2 separate regions of the Mus musculus genome follow, and region 2 is linked to region 1. A link is a contact called in public Hi-C data. All regions are on one chromosome and are shown on one strand. The core of a region is the stretch at or near the end of the contact, and the rest is flanking DNA. Distances in the headings are between cores, read along the strand shown. Region 1 holds the start of Tle4 (transducin-like enhancer of split 4). Region 2 has its middle 360 kb from the start of Tle4.

What was found. Hi-C and Micro-C count contacts between places; a contact is called where the count stands out from the background.
Region 2: a contact with region 1 is called in a Hi-C map of the N1E-115 cell line, with 9 times the contacts expected there. A contact is called at or near these places in 2 of 484 Hi-C or Micro-C datasets (the N1E-115 cell line and nephron progenitors) and 8 of 130 datasets of targeted methods (bone marrow-derived macrophages, craniofacial prominence, embryonic hindbrain and 4 more).

What each region holds. Positions count from the first base shown.
Region 1 is chr19:14,595,997-14,600,113 of GRCm38.p6, reverse strand. Tle4 (transducin-like enhancer of split 4) reads left to right here and starts at 1,931. Exons shown (of 20, transcript NM_011600.3): 1 at 1,931-2,746; 2 at 3,260-3,357. The coding sequence starts at 2,702.
Region 2 is chr19:14,954,041-14,958,157 of GRCm38.p6, reverse strand. No RefSeq gene overlaps it. Among named protein-coding and RNA genes, the nearest start is that of Tle4, 360 kb to the right of the region's middle.

The DNA.
Region 1 (4,117 bases), core at 682-3,181:
GCATAGCCCTGATTAACCAAGGCCCAGTTCCCATGGAACCTACTGCCATTTTGCCTGAAATAGTGAAAGAACATGGAACTTCCTTCCCACAGAGACACAAAAAAAGTTCCAGGGAAAGCAAATAAGCAACCTCAGAAAAACGGCGCTGTTCTTGTTCTGAGACTCAATGTCCTAGTGCAGACACGGTTATCACTCAAGCCTTCTGAGAACGATTCAGAACACTGCTGTACATCTGCGAGCTTCAGGAAATAACTTGGAGCCAGCAAGATAGCTCAACAGGTACATGCACTTGTCACTTGATCTCCAGGGCTTGTGAACACACAAACACACACACACGCACAGACTCAAATCCCCCCGCCCCCCCCACACTAAATAAATGTATAAAATTTTTCAAAATTTCTAAGAAGCAAGTTTTTTTCAAACAGGCAAAATAAAGCCATTTTGCTTAACTGATAGCTTTAAAAATGCAGTCCTAATATGCAATTATTGTTGAGCTTAAAAAAAAAAACCCTCACGTGTTCAAAATCCTCTTTATGTGAATCCCCTTTATTCTGGATTGGCCGCATTTTAATAATTGGGTATGAGACAGAGGCAAGTCCTCCATCCTCTTATTTTGGAAATTAAATTTACAGAACGGAGGCATTGTATGAGCCTCAGTTCTGGATTTTTAGCAAGACTACTGCAGTCTTTCTTTGCCTCGGTGTCCTCAGTGGCCAGTACTAGTGAGGCCCACAGAACGCCTTGAATTGGGCATTAAGCTACCGGTTCCTCTGTCGTGGAAAGCGCTATCATTAGGAAAAACGTTTTTCCCACATTTGTTGAACCAACAGCACCGTATTAGCCTGCACTTCGAGTTAAGGTGGGACTCAGAAATGAATGTCCCAAACACAGCAGCCTTGGCTACAATCCTGCTTGACTTTTTCCGAATTCTTTTGATTGCCCAGGGGTCAGAGGTTCCTTAGCTCAGCCTTAAGGCTCCCAACACCCGCCAAGTCTCAAAACTGCCTCGGGCGGGCTGCCACTCCCGGGTTCTGACCCTCTTCCGTAGGCCATCACAAGCCCAAGGCCCGACGGTCCACACTCGGACCCTCTTTCAACCCCGGAGTAAGTTGACTGGTGCCTCTAAAGAAAGGGAATGTCAAGAGTCTGCCGGCCGGGAAGCTCTGGGACCGGCCCAGTGCACGCCTCCCGGCTGCGGCTCTAAACCGGGCCGACGGCGTCCGCGCTCACGCGGAAAATTATGCCGGCTCCAGCAGCGCGTAAAATGGATGTGAACCGCACGGAGTGGGATCAGCGCGATCCTCCCTCTCTTGTCTCAACAGGGGTTTCGGCGCGTTGCACAAGGCCGAGCTTGTCTCTTTACGGAGACATCGGGCCCTAATTAGTGCGCACCCCCGCGCGGTCGCCAGGCCTGGGCTCCGCGTCGAACGGGAGATGAGCCTCGGAGGGCGTCTTCGGACCGGCCTGCAGTCTCACCGCCATCGCCGCCGAAACCTGCTTCTAAAGATGCAGCCAGTGCAGCAGCGACAGCAGCCGCCGCGGCTCGCCACCCCACGTTACTTTGATTGACAGCTGAACAAATGTTTCCGCGGTTCGAACGCTCGCACTAGGGAACAGCGGCCAGGGCGAGGCTCCGCCCCGGGCGGGCCGCTGCGCCCCGCCTCCGCCAGCACCAATTCTTTGCAGTTATTGGTCGGAGCTCCACGCCACGCCCTGTCCCCACGTGGGCCTAGCCTGCCCGGCCCCGCCCTCCTGGCTTGCCATTTGTCAGCGGTGAAATGATGGGCAGTAACACAGAACCGCGATTAATGTTCAGCCATCTCCGATTGGTTGATGCGGCGCCCTCGCGCCGCGGGAGGGCGGGGCTCCTGGAGAGCGCCGCGGAGAGCGCGCGGGGCTAGCCGGAGACTGTAGTCAATCTGGAGGCATCCTTGGCCACAGTAGCCGCGCGAGGACTACATCTCCCGGGATGCTCCTTGGGCCCTCCGCGGATGGTCGTGAATATGTATCAGAATGTTAATGATTAGCTGCTGCTAAATTTGGTCAAAGAAGTCACCTACACAGAGCGCGTTGTTAGAGCTGTTCCGAGCGGGCGTTCGGCTGTTGGCTGCCTTCTTCCCCCTCTTACACACTCGTGTATTATTTTGAGGTGGTGTTCGCAGAGTTTGAAAGAGAATTTTAAAAAGCCGCAAGCGTTTCGCTCTTTTATTTTTATAATCCCCTTCAATTTGGGGCTAAAAAAACAGGAAGGAAGAAAAGGAAATGAAATGTGGTAAAAGAAGCTAAAAGGTGCCTTTTAAAAGATCGTTGCTGTGAAGTGAAAAAAAATCTCCAGAGAACCCCCAAGCGCCGCGAGACCTCTTCCGAACCAAAGGAGTTTGCGCTCGCTCTCAGGGAAGAAGCGACCATTCATTCCGAGGAATAGCAGCCAATTAAAAGACAAATAAAAAAAGTTTGGAGTGGGGCGCGAGCAGGCGGGCGGCGCTCGGCGGGCGCGGGGCTCGGCGGGCGCAGGACGGACGGTGCCCGCCGCCCTCAGTGACGCCCGCGGGGAATGCGGAGCCGGCCGCCCGCGCCCAGCCGCCGCGCCTGCCTGCCGCCCGCGTCACGCGAGACCCGCAGGCCCGGGACGCCGCCGCGGGGCCCTCGAAGCGGATGAGCCGCGCGCCTCTGCCTGGCGCAGCCAACTAAAGCGGCGTGGATGATTCGCGACCTGAGCAAGATGTACCCGCAGACGCGCCACCCGGTGAGTGGCGCCGCGCCCGCAGCCCTGTCCGCGGCCGGCCGCTCCGAGGGTGCGGGAGGCGACCGACTTGTAGCCATTTTCTTATTGTTGTCTCTGAAGCCCCGGGAAGCAGCGCGCCGCCGCTCTCCGCCCGCGCGGCTCTCCCGAGGGGGGCGAGCCGGGCGGCGCGAGTCTGCGGGGTGGAGGGCGCCGGCGGCCACAGGCCGGACTCGCTCTGCTAGCTGACGGCCGCTCGACGCCATGGCGCGGCTGCCTCCGACGGGCCACTTTCGATTCCGGGTAGGGAGGGATGGGAGAGCCGGGCCGGGGGCTCGGGGGTTTGGGGGGTGACGGGGGGAGGCGGAAGCCAGGCTGAGAAGCTGAGCCGAGGGAGGCCGCCCGGAGGCACCGGGACCCCAGCAGGCGAGCGAGAGGCGGGAGCGGCGCGACCAACCCCCCCACGTCTCGGACCGCGGGCTGTCCACCCCCCACCTGCGATGTGGGCTAATTAAATATTTTATTGTTGTTCTTTAGGCACCGCATCAGCCTGCTCAACCCTTCAAATTTACAATTTCAGAATCCTGTGATCGGATTAAGGAAGAGTTTCAGTTTTTACAGGCTCAATACCACAGGTAACGATATTGACTTTAGCTGATCCTTCTGTTTGCTTAGCTCTTGTCTTACCCCCTTCCAACACTACCCCCCTCCTCCCCCACCCCCCCACAAAGGTATTACCATTTCCCCCCTGTGGGCAGAAAAGGCAAGTCAGGGCCTCTTTTTCCTTTAGGCAGGTGTAAAGAAATTAAGCATTTTCTTCTCCGGTAAACAGAAAAGGAAGCAGAACAATCGAAACTGGGGAGACTTGGAAAACGCTGAGGCCAAACTTTCGATATTGATTTATTGGGTCAGGAGGCTGGAAGGTTGGGAAGATTCTGGGGCCCTTTGACTTCTTGCTTCTTTATTACTCTGGGCTGCATTTCTTCCTTCTACCATCATGGCATAATTTAAGAGCCAGGGAGTTAAGCAGTGAGCCATTTCATTACTTTTATTAAAAAAAAAACAAATAATAATAATAAAAACAGGACACCCCCCCCCCCCAATGCTTTTGTGTTCAACGCTCTTAGACTTGGAGTGCTTTTGAAACATGTTTGTTTCACCGGGTCCTTAATGATGCAGAATTCTTATTGCAAGAGCCCAAACAAGCTGCTGGACCAGATCAACACCTCCCACCCCCACATGCTATTCAACTTGTCTGTATTTTTTGGAGGGGGAAAAACAATTTGTCAGGAGACCGTGTTGATTCTGATTTTCATTAACCTCATAGAATATTAATGATAGAACCTTCCCTGTGGCATTTTCATGGACCTAACTTTGCTTATATATATATATATA
Region 2 (4,117 bases), core at 743-3,242, 360 kb before region 1:
TTATGAGAAATGCCCACACTTCCTATTTCCTATATCTATTTTAGTTGGTGGCAATTACAATTTACTACGCAACACTCAAAATATAAACGGCACTATGTGAAAGGATATAACAGTGACAGATTTGCAGCCTCAAAGCGTGACTTCAAAATATTGGTGCCGAAAAGGTTTCCTGTTCCGGAAGGCAGTTGAGACTACAAAGCCCACGCAGGTGAAGGCGCTGGCAGGAGCGAGTGCTCTGCGTACCCTGGATGTTGAGCAAAGCTGTGCAGGGTAGATGGGAGGCGCCGCCCGGCCCCATATGGAGCCGACCTTCCGTGCCAATCGCACTATGCTATGGCACACACAGCGAGCTGAGCGAGGAAATCCTGCGAAGCAGGGAAACTGAGAGCATAAGGCCCGGAGTTGAAAATCAAGAAGGAAAGCCAAGAGTTTGAGGGAAATGCAGAGGCAGGGTTATGTGAGGAGAACATGCCAGTGTCCTGTCTCTTTAGCCCTGTCCACCCTAGTACTAGTCCTTGGCCTAGTACTAGGCTTGAATCAGCAGGGCCTGGCATGCCTCTGAAGTCAGCTGGTTTCAGCCAGTAAGAACCACTGCAGAAAGCCCGAGATTGAGCCCGGAAGAGGTCTGTTTCTTCCCTCGCTCTTATCTACAGCATGGCGCAGTTCACGACCCTCAGTGATGAGATGGTCTTTAATGCTCCTCCCCGACATACTCCTTGCTCTGACGCTGATTCTGAGATGGAGAATGGCCTCCCACCAGTCTGAGCACAAGGGTGTGGCGTCACCCGCAGGCTTGTTCCCCTTAACTCTGCTCACTTCTTTGTATTCCGTCATTTCATTAAATGCTCAGGAAAAAGCCTGTCTGTGATCCTGACTCATACAGAGAATTACAAGGTCCCCTACTCAGTCTCAAGGAGCATGATTAAGAACACAATTGAAAGTCTCCAGGGCTGCAGGGATAGTGCAGGGGGGTGGAGGTGGCAGCGGGGTTTCAGGGAAGACAGGCTCCTTGTTCTCTTGCACTTGCACCAGTCTTCGATCCTTTGAGCATTTGTACTTTAACCAGTGCCTCTGGTGTTCCTGCACACTTGCAGACAGGTGGGAAGCCAGTGCCCCCACACAATTCAGTTGCCTTCTTCACCTGGGTGAATTCTAATCACTGGAGCACACATGGCAGTTATGAGGTACGTGCATTTCAGGATTAAACGTGAGAGCGTCCTAATCTGTGCGCCAACATTCACCCAGCTGTGGCTTGCCTACCTAGTTTTCAATATTCAAGAGACTGTGGTCTGTGTTCTGGTGGTCATCAGTCCAGCAAGACTGCTAGCTGGGTTTTATTCGTAAGTGAGGTGGTGGTGTTCTACCTTACCATAAATAAATAGAACATCTTCACACTGGTTTCTGTCTTCTAGGATTACAGTAACTAGAACAGACTCTGAAGAGCAGTTTACTTATAGAAACAGGTTGACAGCCAGGATGCTCACCTCTGTCCTTCCTCACAGCCACAGCCACCAGCTTTCTGCTGTGTCACACTATGGCCTTAGCTGTCACAGAGCAGCGGGGGCTGGGAAGAAGCTTGGCTACAATCCCTGCAATTAGAAGCTGACCCTGAGATAAAAGTAACCGGAGGGCTGTACTTAATTGAATTCAAGTGACACTGTTCAAGCTCAGAAGGCAGAAGTGAGGGATACTGCTGCCTCTCAGACACAATAGCAAAGGCCCAGAACGGCTTGTTATTAAAACTACTGAAAAGTCCTTTCAAAGGAAAAAAAGCTGCTCTTTCCTACCTCTTAGCTAAGAGTGATTTTCCCCCCATTTTATAAAAATTGTGGTCCAAGTTTCATGAGAAGGCTTTACAAAGTTATCTTTAACTCTGTCAGCATTGCCAGTGTCAAACTCCAGTGAGGATGATTGTAATGTAACGTTAGCATTTTGTTGCACAATAGGAGATTTAGAGGGGAAAAAAGGGGGGTGGGAATGAAAGGACATAACCACAGAATGGTGAAGCTTCACTACTGCTCACGGGAAAGCCGTTGGTCTGGTGGTGTGGTAATGACAGGAACATAGGGAGATGAAGCCTGGCAGAGGTTGAAACCCTAGAGCTCAGAACAGTGGCAGAAATATCATATGACTGATTCACTAGCAGCAATGATGTGGCTTAACCTAAACCTAAAGGCAGAGTGACTACATTTTTAACCAAATTCTTAAAAAGTGCTTGCGCAAAGCCCTCTCCAAAGTGTCTTAGTTGAGAATGTCTGTATCTAACTCTGCTCTAGGAAGCAAGCTCTGGAAACAAGAAGAAAGGAAAGAAAATGTAAAATGTGTATACTAGATGAAGCATACAAAATTATAATAAATAGTGTCAGAAACAAGAAAGTAGGGCCTCTGTTGTGAGGAATTGTTTTATTCTTTGTGAAAAAAAAAATCATAGATGTATTCAGCAGAGCAAAAGTAGGGAAACATAACATTGACAATAGAAACCTCAACACTTTCAGAAGAAAATGTGAACCCAGGAAGGTGGGCAAAATGTAGTGCGATGGTGCCTAGTCACTATAGGTAGCAGAGGATAAGGGTGGATGACAGTCATCAGAGAAACACCGGGCTTAGAAAAGCTCGGTGGGATGCATTAAAATTCATGTTTGTAAAGGCACTTTTAAAATATTAAGAAATGTTTTTACTACAGCAAGCGAGAGGAGGTCCTCTCACAAAACTTCTTACCTGCCTCCCCTGGGAAGACAACTGATTACATATCCAAATGAGCTAACCACAGGCATATTGCGTCTGACCTTTGGAAGAACACTTTTGATGCTGTGCTGTAGAAAGGGTGCTCTGTCAGACAGCTATTAAGCTAGGAGCAAGCACAGGCTTTGGCTGGGGAGGTATAACTCTGTGAGCTGTGTCATATGGAGACAGCCGGCAAAGAGCCATGAAGCAGTCTCCTCCGTGTACTAACAAGGTGAGCCAGCCAATCTTCAGAAGCCGGGATGCAGGGAGATTGATGGGGAAAGCTCTATCACTGTCTAGGGAAGATCTCCTACCCAGGCAGTCCTTTCAGTCTGTGGCACTTGCATGGGGGTAGGGGTGGAGGGGTTTCAGATTCTTCCTGATAGATTTGCACTTTCTTTAATAGTATATAATAGTATACCAAGTTTACATAAGAGTGCTTCTGTAGCTTTTGTTTCACCATCAAAATGCCAGGTAAACATATCTTGACTTACCGGCAAGAAAATGAGATTCACCAAGCCCCACCACCTACTTATTCCTGGACACACAGACCCACTGTGTCTAGTTAATGACAATGTGTCCTTGGCATGCCCTGCCCAGCTGTGGATGAGGTTGGAAACTGGTTTTCAAGCAGAGCAGTGGTGTATAGTGCTCCTCCATCTTTAGGTTCCTAATTCTAGCTGGAAATTTGAGGAATAATGAACAGACTAAAAGCAAAACCTAGACTGCATACCAGACTATGTGAGTTAAAAATGAGTTTTATGCGTCCAAATCACAAAGGAAAAGAATCTTATTTACTGATATGTAAAACATATGGAATGAACATTTCAGCATCCTATAAATAAAATTGTATTAGGACAGCCATGTCCCTTTGTTTGTTTATTTAATATGCGTTTGAGGCTGGAGGAGATCAGAGCAGGAGACTTACTTTAGATTAATGGTTTCCAATCAAACTTCCTTCATTTTTCTTTCTTCTCCCCCCACCCCACTCCTCCTCTTCCTCCTTTCTTTTTTCTATCTGGTTTTCTTCCCACCCTTCTTTCTGGTTCTCCCTTCTTTCCTTCCTCCTTTATTTATGTTAGTAGAGTCCCAGAGCTTCTTCCCATAGAGCCTTGCTCTCCAAAGTGCAGCCAAGCACTGGCCCAGAGGCCCCTTCAGACGGAGGGAGCCCATGATCGGAGCCTTCTTTCTCTCCATCCAAAAGGAACAGACACTAGAGAACACACAGCCTCCATTTTCTTCCTATTTTCATATGCACAGTAACCTTCTCAGGTATTTTCTTCCCTGCTAGACTGGTTCCCTCTTGTCAGAAATACATCTTTCTCCTGCCAACATATGGCACTTGGCAGAACTTGATAAATATTAATGCCTCAAATATTAGTAGTTGTTAGCA